2 separate regions of the Zea mays genome follow, and region 2 is linked to region 1. A link is a contact called in public Hi-C data. All regions are on one chromosome and are shown on one strand. Each heading gives the region's core, a stretch centred on a gene start, on an enhancer-like site or on the middle of the called end of the contact. The rest is flanking DNA. Distances are from core to core; before and after follow the strand shown.

Region 1 (5,634 bases), core at 1,293-3,792:
GACATGTGTTTGAAATAATAAACGGTGGGATAGAGACGTGCAGTTGTTAGGCCACAATTTACTCAGGTGACAGGATGATCTGCAGCTGGCTCCAGGCAACATTTACACTGCCGTGCATGACCTACTCCAGTATGAGCAGAAGAAAAGGAGTTAATTCCTCCAGTTCCTTACTTGACCAGTTAATACTACGACAGAGCAGTGAGTAACCACCCGAGTTTAACCCACACAGTAGATTTCACTGTAAAAAATGTACTAGCCTCTGTATTGTCCATCAACCTTCAGTCCAAGGTCAATCCGGACCAAGCGGCATGGATTCATGGCGACGCCGCTATCAATCAGCATCCACCCACACCCCCACACATACACATGGAGACAAAGGTGTGGGCACTACGAGCGAGCACGCGCGCGCTGGTTTCTCGCGCGCTTGTCTTGTTGCTGGAGCCAGCCAGGTCGCCGTCGGCCATTAACGTGGCGCATGAACCAGGACGAAGCTAAAATCTGCCAGGTTTAAATGCCCGACCTAATACTCCTCTCTACCCCAGCGAAAAGCTAGAAACCAAGGCGAGGGAATGTGAGGCAAAACTCTGAGTCAATGCGACCTTGATGACGCGCGGGACCAAGCCCTAATAATCCGCGCTCCGGCGCCTTGCTAACGCCGGGTTAGAGACGGCGGTGCTACTCCCCCATGCGTCCCGTCGCCGAGGTTGTGGATGGTTGAAAAAAAGAGCGGCGGGGAAGGTGAGTGATTTGGCTCCTGTACTGTACTGTATGTAAAAAAAAGGAGGGCGGTGCTGTGAAGGAGACAAGACCAGATTTTGACAGAGAAAGAGAGAGAGAGGGGGGGGGGGGGGGGGGGGGGGGGTAGTGATGCCCTACACACAATCATGAGATGGCCAAGTGGTGTTGTTGAGGATTGGTTGGTTCTACGAAATCTACGTCTAATCAAAGCATGGTGAAACCATGATGAGGAAACATAGCCCCAACAATGCGGACAGCAACGTGTCGACGCCAGATCAGTGTGGTGGTACCCTACGACATATATGTAGTACAAGGGTAGGATGGGACTTGTTGGATCTGCGTAGGGCTTGCTTGGAGTGGACTGCTGGATGTGAACTTTACAGTATCATATAGGAATAGGAGTAGCGATTCTCTTCTCTTTTTCCCCCCCCCCAAAGGTTTCTTCATCATTTTCGCATGCTGCAGATCCTTGCTCGATCTTAATTGGTTAATACTCCAAAGGGCATCCAGGGGAGATGAGATCAAGCTGGACAATGGTGGGTGAAGAAAACATGGCGTTGACGACCGGGAAGATTTCTGAAGAACCATGGCACCAAACTAACTAGTAACTATTCTGACAGACCAAAACGAGTTCAGGACCGCCGCCGCACACCTGAAGCCGAACGAGAAGAATTCACGTACGAGGCAGACGACCGACGGTTCTCGCCGACGAACAGGAGGAAATAAATAGGGGGGCCGCAGGACATGAACTAAATAGCCAAATTTTTGGGAACGAAATCGACGACACAATCTCCTGCTGCTCGCCTTTCAAAAAAAGAAATTCTCCTGCTCACGCGCACATACCACGAAATAAAGAACGAGAGAGAAAAATAGAAGAAAAAAAACCGGGGACACATCACATTCAGCGGCTGCACCCGCGCGCTTCCTCTGGTAAAATAAAAGACCCGGAAACTGAGGAACAATCCTTGTCACAAATCAACATCTCTACCACAGTACTGCTACTGCTACTATGTAGGAGGTGCCGTAAAAAACAACCCGAATGCAAGAAGACATGCTAAACCAGATCAGACTGCCACTACTGCTACTCCTCCCCAATAATCCACACAACCAGAGACGAACGAACGAGTGAACTAATACGTGCGCGTTGATAGTAAAGCTAGGAAACGAAGAACTTACAGAGGCACGGCCTACACCATCCTGGCAGAGACCTTGGCGTCCCTCGGCTGAGAGGCAAGGCAGCAGGAGCGGGAGAGGGGAGGGGGGAGGAAGGACGGACGGAAGGAGCGGGAGCACAAATAATTGTGTGAGGTTGAAGACGACGAGCGAGCGAGGGGACCTGGCGAGCAGTAGCAGTAGGAGGAGAAGGGAGGGAGGGAGGGAGGGATAGGGAGGTGTGAGCTGAAAGATTCCTTTCCACGGCCTCTCTCACAGCCCGTGAGCGAGCGAGCGAGCTTGTGTGTATGTGTTTGTATGTATAGGAGGAGAGAGCACCAGCGGCGGAGGGAGGGAGGTGTGGGGGACAAGGCGCAGCGAGAAATTAGGGCACGCGGAAAGGAAAAGACGGGGGCGCGGGCGGGAGGAAAAGGGATGCCCGGAAAGGGGGCGCGCGTGTATATATAGACAGGGACACAGGGTCAGGGTCTCAGCGAGCCGGAGCGGTAGAGAGCGCGAGTGAGAGCGAGCTACTCGAAGCTGTAGAGCTACTAGGATGGAGTGGAGCAGGGGGGCGCAGCGCAGGTGAAGCACGGGCAACAGCGGCACGCAGCATGGCAATGGCAATGGCAATGGCATGAGCACAGGCACCCCCACACGAGACGAGAGACGGGACACGGCCACGCCTACACATGCAGCTCCAGCTGCAGCATGCACATGGAGGTGGAGGAGCGTGCTGGCTGGCGCAGTGGCAGCAGTATACAGTACGTGGTTGTGGGGGTGGGCCGGGGGTGCTTTCTCTGCTGCGAGCTGACTTCGCAGTACTGGCTTGCCCGGCCCTGGCCCTGGGCTGAGCACGCAGAGGCAGCGGGGGATGGAAGGAGAGAGAAGTTAAAGAAAAGAGAGAGAGAAGAGAAGAGAAGAGGCGAGACTGTTGGAGAGTTGATTGATGGGACGAGCGAGCGACATGGACGGACATGGCTCCGGCCTCTCTGGCGTGCGCGCGTGGGTGGGTGGATACGCGCCCCGAATCAAATTTTACGCAAAAAAATCAGATTCAAAGAAATAAACTCATTCCAGTCCTATACAATCTATCCGTTTGGGTTGAATTTGCAGCTTCTACTACTCCTTCAATGTTAATAGCTGGCTTTAATCGCTCCTTCAATATTAGTAGTAGTAGAGTGACGATCGATGGGATGGGGTGGGAAATGAAATGGCAGCATCTCTGGGGGGCTGGCCGGCGCGCGGGCGGGCGGTGGGAAAAGGCGCCGTACGTCGTCGGCGTCGCGTCTTGTCGTGGCAGCGAGCACAGCGCGCGTGGAAAGCGACGAAAAAGATGGGGAGCGAGCGTGGAGGAGGGCTTCCACGAGTCAAATCACGGCAGCATGGCCCCCGCGCCGCGCGGATTAGAGATCGCTTTTTTTTCCTTCTTCTTTTTTACTACTACTGCTCCTACTCAACAGGCACGCCTGAGTGAGTGCCCATGACGAGTAGCTAGCCTGTTCTGTGGCCAACAGTTACACAGGTCAAACTAGTATAATAACTGTGTGTGGTTATATCAGCTACTATTAGCATAATAATTAGATAAAAATAAATAACATATAGTATTGTTATTGATCTTAATATCTTACGATTTTTTTGTCAGCAATCAATACATTTTTACTTCTAAATTTTATATCAGCTATTCAGACTCTCCATCTCACTATTTATTTAATGTTGGGTGATTTTTCTTATCGGACTCTTCACACTACTTTGGGTACATGACATTCTTCAACATCATGGATGTAAGTCGTCCATATTGACACAACTGATTGACAAGAACAAGTTTTTGGCAGGACCAGGTTTTGGGCAAACATAAGGAAGTATTAAAAAGACCAAAGCGCTTAGGAACTTACTAATGTTTCTCTTCATCAGCCGAGTTTCTGGCCTTGGTGGCTAAGTACAACCGAGCAACCAATCCTCTATTAACGGATCTCTCATTGTCTATAGCCTTCTCAGACACAGACAAGAATTGCTTTTGAGCTCAGTGATCTTTGCTTATTCGACCAGGGCTGAGTCCTAGGTTTGGGCAAGAGAATCTAGCCTCTCGGTCAAGTCTTTGACTACCTCAAGTTTCTTACCTTGGGTCTTGAAAGCCGAATTTTTTGTATTTTAGCCCCTAAACCGAAGTAAATTTACGTTTAGACCTAAAAAAATTTTAAATGCAGTTTTGGACCCTTTGCTCGGCGCCATAGGCCGTGGCGCCGAGCTAACACAGCTCGGCGCCACAGCCTATGGCGCCGAGCTGTGACGTGGCCGCAACGGCTAGTTGCGTCCAGGGCTTACCTGGCTCTGACGTGGCGGCGGCGCGGCCTCGTAGCTCGGCGCCACAGATCTTGGCGCCGAGCTACGAATGCCTATAAAAACGCCCGCGCGGCTGGCCGAGAGCAGCTCATTTCATCCCATTTCCAAACTTCGTCAAAAATTGTTGGATTCAAATATTTGAGTTGGTTCACTTCGTAGGCCAAGGTATGATTTCCAACTGATTCGTTTTGTATATTGGGTTGTTAGTTAAATAATTTGTATACACCTATTATATTATTATTTCGAATATTAGTTTGTGTAGACTTATTATAAAGCAAAATAGGTACAAGTGATAATTATAATCGTTTATTAGATGAAAGACATGTACCGAGAGGCGTTGTGGCAGAAGAGAGGTCGTCCTCGGGAGTTATATCCGGACGTATCTAGTAAGGATGCTCCTGTTCCTCCTGAACTCCACGTGCCTAACTGTGACTGTGGCAGACTGGCTTGGGTACATCAATCACAACATCCAGACACGGCTGCTCGCTGCTACTACCTTTGTGGCACTTTGGACGTACGTAGCTTATGACTTGTCACTTAACTTTATTCGCATTCATTTTTTTGTAGATATGTAATAGTGCATCTTTCCATTATTTTAGGGACATCAGAGGTGTTTCTTTTTCCAGTGGATCGATGGTCCTGATAAATTTGACCCTCGATATCTTCTTTTCGTTAATTGGTTGAGTGGAAAGACCAGTCATGAGCGTTTTAAGCGTTGGGTACCTCCTCCCCCGAATCCTCCACCAATGACGGATGCAGAGAAGGAGGTAGCAACAGAAAGACGGATGGACTCACCGCCTCGATGCGATTGTGGAGACCGTGCTGTCATCGACGAAGACTATGACAAGCAGTTCTGTTGTCCGAACATTGATTATGTGAGCCCATTGATACGTTAAATATATGAACTATTTTTATTTACAATAAATTACTAATTTTTCTCCTGCAGCCATACGGGTGGCGTAAGTGTCGTTTCAGAGAGTGGTTGTATGGTCCTTTGTCCCATTGGCCAGAGCCAGAGGTAAAGGAAAAGAGATACATGGGGTGGGCGGCAGAAGAGGTCAAATTTGATCCAGTACTCTGCAAATGCGGTATTGAAGCTAAGTATGGATTAGTTCCTTCGGAGCTTGGTGTTGGATATTTTTGTGGACATATGGTCGATTACGATGAGGTTGGTATTTTTTTTTGCACCAGATGTAATGTTATAGCGGTACTTACTATTTTTTTTAGGAGACGAGGTAATGTTATAGCTTGGTGTTGGAACCAGTGAGTTGTCTGCGTCGCATGATATGGCAACCAACAATGTGCCCTTATACTTCCCAAGCAGAAAAGTACCATCAATAGAGAGCACGGGACGACAATGCCTGAAGGCCTCTACGCACTGCGAGAAACACCAGAAAGCAC
Region 2 (5,449 bases), core at 743-3,242, 79 kb after region 1:
CACAACCCCTTCTTTGTCATCAAGGGCTACTATATCTCCAGCAACAATAACATCCGGTTCTTGGGTATTATGGTTAGTGTTAACACCACCAACTTTAGTTCTAGGTCTCCATGTTGTTGTGCCACCGCCACCACTGGTGCTAGTGCCAACCACTTGATTTTCATCTGCATTTTTTGTGCTGAAGGTGAGGTGGACACACTAATAAGTTGACTCTCATAGGTAGACTTTGACCACCAACTTCACTTGCTTCCCTCTTGTTTCCTTACATAAAATCAACAGTAATACAACTTGATTATATTTGTATGCCACCAAGAAATGAATGGATATTTGTTAGTCTGCTAGACTACTTGTGCTACTATCTAACATCTCAAGTCTCAACAAGTGGGCAAGTGAGAGACCTGCACTGCTACACATACATAAAATAGATTTGGATACAATGTTGTTGCCTTTGACAAAAGCTCATGGTGGTGATGGCTAGGGCAGAAAACGAGTCGACCTGAGCTGGTGAACCAGCGAGCCAGGCCCAGTTCGACTTAGTTGTATTGTGAGCTGAAAGATGAGACTTGGTTCCACTCGATGGTAGCTCACAAGCTAGCTCTTGAGCCTCCACACTAAATCACATATAGAGTATAAATGGTATACTTATATTATTATATAATTATGTACCAAAAAAATCTAGCAACATTTTTCAGACTACACCTAGCATTGAGTCTATAAAAATAAGAAAATAAATCCACACAACAATAATATAATAGTATAACGGTGTAACACCGTATCGATGAGGCTAGCTCACGAGCCTAACCAAGCTGGCTTGATTCGCTGCTCCAATGAACCGCAAAAGTGCACAAAATCATTTAGGCTGGCGAGTCTCTCTGAGTGGAACAGGCCCAACCCTGTTTATGACACTCAAGTTATTTTTCAACCCAAGTGGTGGCGTCGATAGAGTTGAAAGTTTAGGTCGCGCCAAGCCAGCACCGCCAAGGCCTATCGTGCTCTGATCTAACTTTTTTTGGGCTAGCACGGTACTGAATAATTTCGGACTGGGTCGTGCCGTGCCCAGATACTAAAAGCTAGACCCGGCTTGGCCCAAAAGCACTACGTGCCAGCCCAAGCACATCACGTAGAAAAAAACTTGTACATGTCTAAAAAAATACATCTTCAAATTATTCATAACTTTTCTATAGGTTAAAAATCAAATGAGATTGTATAACTTTTGTGAAGAGATAAAAATTATTAGAGCATGAAATAACCACTAAAACACTAGTTTTCTACCTTGTGCCTTACTTCCTGCCATATCGACCCGAACACAGCTCTCATCTAGTCGTGTCGTGCCATGCTATCTATCGTGTTTAAGTTTGAGGCACGATACGACCTGACCATTGGTGCCCTACTGGTCTGGTCTATTTTTCTTCGCGTCGTGTCGTGCCGTGCCGTGCCGTTTCCAAATAGCCCGGCCAAAACTTAAGTCTAAATTGGCAACATGGAAACAACGTTGATCCGGTGGCTTCCATTTTCCGCCGCGGGCAGCAGCCCACCACCAAATCCCAGGAAAAAGGCAGCGAGTCGATGGAAGCATGCTGTAGCGGCGCTGTTGCATGGGAGCATTTAAGAGGCTGCGGGTACAACGCTGGCAGCGCACAGCGGCGAGCGAGACGTGAGAACGGCAAAGGTGAGCGGCGCAAGGAAACGCCCATGCACCTGCGTGTGTGCCATTGGGCACCTGGCCTGGCAAATGGCAAGCTTGGAGCTAGCTGACACCCCTGTGGGCTGTGTGGCCTGTGGCAACCTGGCCGGCAGGCATGCATACGGCAGCCGCAGGGCGCCCGCTAGCTCGAGACCCTGCGTGCTGCGTGCAGGCGCCTACGACGTACTCCTACCGTCCTACGGGTCTATACGTACTCCTACGTACAAGTAGACCGCAGCTGCTGGTACCCTGGTACGTGTGTGTGGTCACTGTGCGGCAGCGACCCTGGCAGCTGCTCAGGCCGGCCGGTCGGTCATGCAGATGCTGCATGCGCGCGGTGGATCAGGGAGCGGGACGTTTCGTCTCACCAGCGTACGGTACGGCAGTCACCTATCAGGTGACGCGACGTCTTGGCACCTGTAGGCTATGAGTACACTAGTACTTTTGCCTACAGCCTCCGGACGGACCGATGGATCACTCACGCGGCATCACGCACTACGACGTACGAGTACTCCGGCCCTCCGTCCATATATATAAAAAAAGGACCGGAACAATCCTAATTTCTACATCGTGCTAATGGCCACATGGAGTCACGCTAGGCTATGTCCAATAGGTCCTGTATTATCTATTATCTCATCCTCTTTTTTTAAAGCTTCACTCTACTGAACAATATCAAACATTATCATTTATGGTACTGTGAGTAACGGAGCTAGAAAAAAATTAGAAGGGACTAAACTAAACTGTTACAGTATAAGAGCTCCTTCTACATTATATTGTGTAAATTTCGAATGTTAGAGAGGCTCCGGGTGGGACTCCATTGATTCGTGGCGATAGGGTGGCTCGAGCCCTGTCCACCCCGCCACTGCCTCCATCCCTGAGTGCCGCCTTCCCTTATTTTATATGGTCCACCGAAGACAACCTTAACACCATGCCTCATAATTTTATAACCAGCACAAGTAGAGCACAAAAATAACAATAAATAACAAAACAAACACTAGCATATCTCCACGTTACTGAGGAAGCCACAAAAACTAAGGTTTCATGAAATCCTATCCCCTTCTCAGTGCAATAGAGCAAGTTTAAAGCTTTAGAGTTCTTACTATATTTTTAGAGCGAGTACAAACTTCCTAGAGAGCACACAAGAGATTATAAGGCTGGTGCCAGTGCAGGCGGGAAGCACGGGCGAGAGGAGCGTACGGGGGCGAGAGTGGGACGGGAGAGGGGCGGGAGAGCGGGAGCGGGCGATGGCCGCGTCGCCCGGCGACAGCGTGCCTGTCGCCTCGCTCTCGCCTGCACTGGAGAGCGTGCTCGGGCGAGAGGAGGGCGGGAGCGGGGTCCACGTGTGCTAGCCGTTGCAACTAGCCGTTTTTTACCGTTTGGAGTCCAAAAAATTCGAAAAAATTGCAAAAAATCACAAATTTCATCCCCAATCCCTCTATATATACCCCTACCCGGGTGGAGCTCATTCCACACACCATTCCATCTCATTTTTCTCTTCCAAACTCCCCTTTCTTCACACAATGTCGGGTTGGTCCCCAGATTTGAACACCTTCACGGATCTCTTGCAGTCCGATGGGTCACCTACAACCCTTCCGTTAGATGAGTCTTCTTCATTACATCGTCGCTCCGATGTTTCAGCCTCACTCCCCCGTGCACTATTTCCGGCTGCACGTCCACCACCATACCCTTATCCCTATCATTTGTATCAATATCCATCGTCTTCATATGGTCAACCTCCAACTTCCCAAGCCGGAATTCAAGCCTCATTCCCGGTACGTCCGTATGCCCCTCCCCCACCTGCTGCGGACGGAAGTCAAGCTTCTTTCCAGATACCTCCATACGCCCCTCCTCCATATGCTCCACCTCCGTATGGAGTACCTCCTTATGCTCCATATGCTCCACCTCCATATGGAGCACCTCATCCATATGCTCCACCTACGTATGGAGCACCTCCTCCAGTTGCACCTTTATCTGTTGGATCTGAAAACCAAGCTGAGGAAAATCCCGTGCCGAAGGAAAAGCGTCCAAAGAGGCTAGAGTGGACGAAGGAAGACGAGGAAAAGCTGGTGAGTGAATCGTTTCTCATTTATTTAATCTTGATTTTTTTAGTTTACTTATATTATAGGTTTTATTGTAGGTTAATGCTTGGTTTATGCATTCTAATGATCCCATCTCCGGCAACAATAAGAGCGGATCAAGTTTCTGGGGCCAAATAGTGGCAACATATAACTCCACCTCCGACCCTATCTGTCATCGAACCGCCAAGCAACTTAAAGATCATTGGGTCACCTACAACCGGGAGGTGACCAAGTTCAATGGATTCTACCTCCAAGAAGAAAGGTTGCGTCAGAGCGGAGCTGACGATTCAATGGTCATGGATGCAGCAATGGCGAGGTTCGAGGGTAAAATGGGGCATCCATTTAAGCGCCATCATTGGTGGCAAGTTGTTCGCCACGAGCCCAAGTGGTCAGCAAAGCATGGTCTTGGTAATGGATCTGATTCGACTGCGAATAAGAGAACCCGACTCGGAGTCTCTGGTGAATATAGTTCTGGAGGCACTGAAGACACCGAGGAGGAAGTGCCCCGACCAGTGGGGCGTGATAGAGCAAAGGCGGCTGCGCGAAAGACAAAGATGAAGGGGAAAGGGAAGGAAGCCACGAGCAGCGAATCAACAAGTGAAGCATTCAAAATAAAGAACTTGTGGGGTGGATTAGTGAAGGCCAAGCTTTTGAAGCAATGGAACATCCTAAAGGGCCAATCAACCAGAGATATGGACCCGGCTGAAAGACGTACCCATGGCAGGGCCGTAAAGATGGTCGAAAAAGAACTTGGTCTGCTAGATGACGAAGAAGAGGAACCGGAAGCGGAACGTGAAGAGGAGGAAGATGAGGATGAGATCGAGGAGTCCGATTAGAGTTATGTAATTTTATTTTAATTATCATGTCATTTTATTTTAATTATTATGTACTTTGTAATTTTTAATTCAATAAAAAATATTATGTTGTGTGTTTTCTGAGCATTGAAATAAATCCGCGTGAATTACTTAATTCTGAAATAGAAAAGCTGACGTGGCTATAGCCTGAGGCTGTAGCCTGTTGCAGCCTGTGCACTGGAGCAGCAGGGGCGAGAGTGGAGGCGAGAGCTGACGTGGCAGTGGCGAGAGGGAGGCTGTGCACTGGACTCAGCCTAATGCTTCAATGGGTAATACCTACCCATCTAGAAACTCTTGCTCCAAGAATAACAAACGCAAGATGTCAGCTTGAATGTGAACCAAGTGCTTTGGAAGTTGAAGATCAAGATGGAAATACCTCTCATGGATTTTGGAGGCCAATCTCTCAAAGAATCACTAGGGATTGATCAGAGAGGTTGGAAAACCTTCGATAGCCTAAGAGAACTTCTTTGTATGTTGTTCGAGATTCAAGTGTTCAAAGTAGCCATTAGAAAGTTGTCGGGGACCATAATTAGGGGTACCCCCAAGACTCCTAATCTCAGCTGGTAACCCCCATCAGCACAAAGTTGCAAAGGCCTGATGGGTGCGATTAAGGTCAAGGCTCAATCCACTCAAGGGACACGATCTCGCCTCGCCCGAGCCCAGCCTCGGGCAAAGGCAGCCGACCCCGGAGGATTCACGTCTCGCCCGAGGGCCCCCTCAAGCAACGGACACACCCTCGGCTCACCCGAGGCCCAGTCTTCGGAGAGAAGCAACCTTGGCCAGATCGCCACGACCAACCGACCATATCGCAGGAGCATTTAATGCAAGGATGG

Evidence for each region. Hi-C and Micro-C count contacts between places; a contact is called where the count stands out from the background.
Region 2: a contact with region 1 is called in a Hi-C map of ear, with 2.3 times the contacts expected there. The contact joins the enhancer-like site here to the promoter of LOC542488 in region 1. A contact is called at or near these places in 2 of 25 Hi-C or Micro-C datasets (ear and endosperm).

What each region holds. Positions count from the first base shown.
Region 1 is chr1:158,674,257-158,679,890 of Zm-B73-REFERENCE-NAM-5.0, forward strand. It overlaps LOC542488 (rough sheath 2), which reads right to left and starts at 2,543. Exons shown (of 2, transcript NM_001112039.2): 1 at 1,915-2,543.
Region 2 is chr1:158,754,174-158,759,622 of Zm-B73-REFERENCE-NAM-5.0, forward strand. No RefSeq gene overlaps it. Among protein-coding and RNA genes, the nearest start is that of LOC542488, 80 kb to the left of the region's middle. Within about 2 kb of position 1,993, at least 11 of the 20 cell types and tissues checked have an H3K27ac peak or open chromatin away from gene starts, as enhancers often do. A contact at or near this core is called in ear, where this site is marked.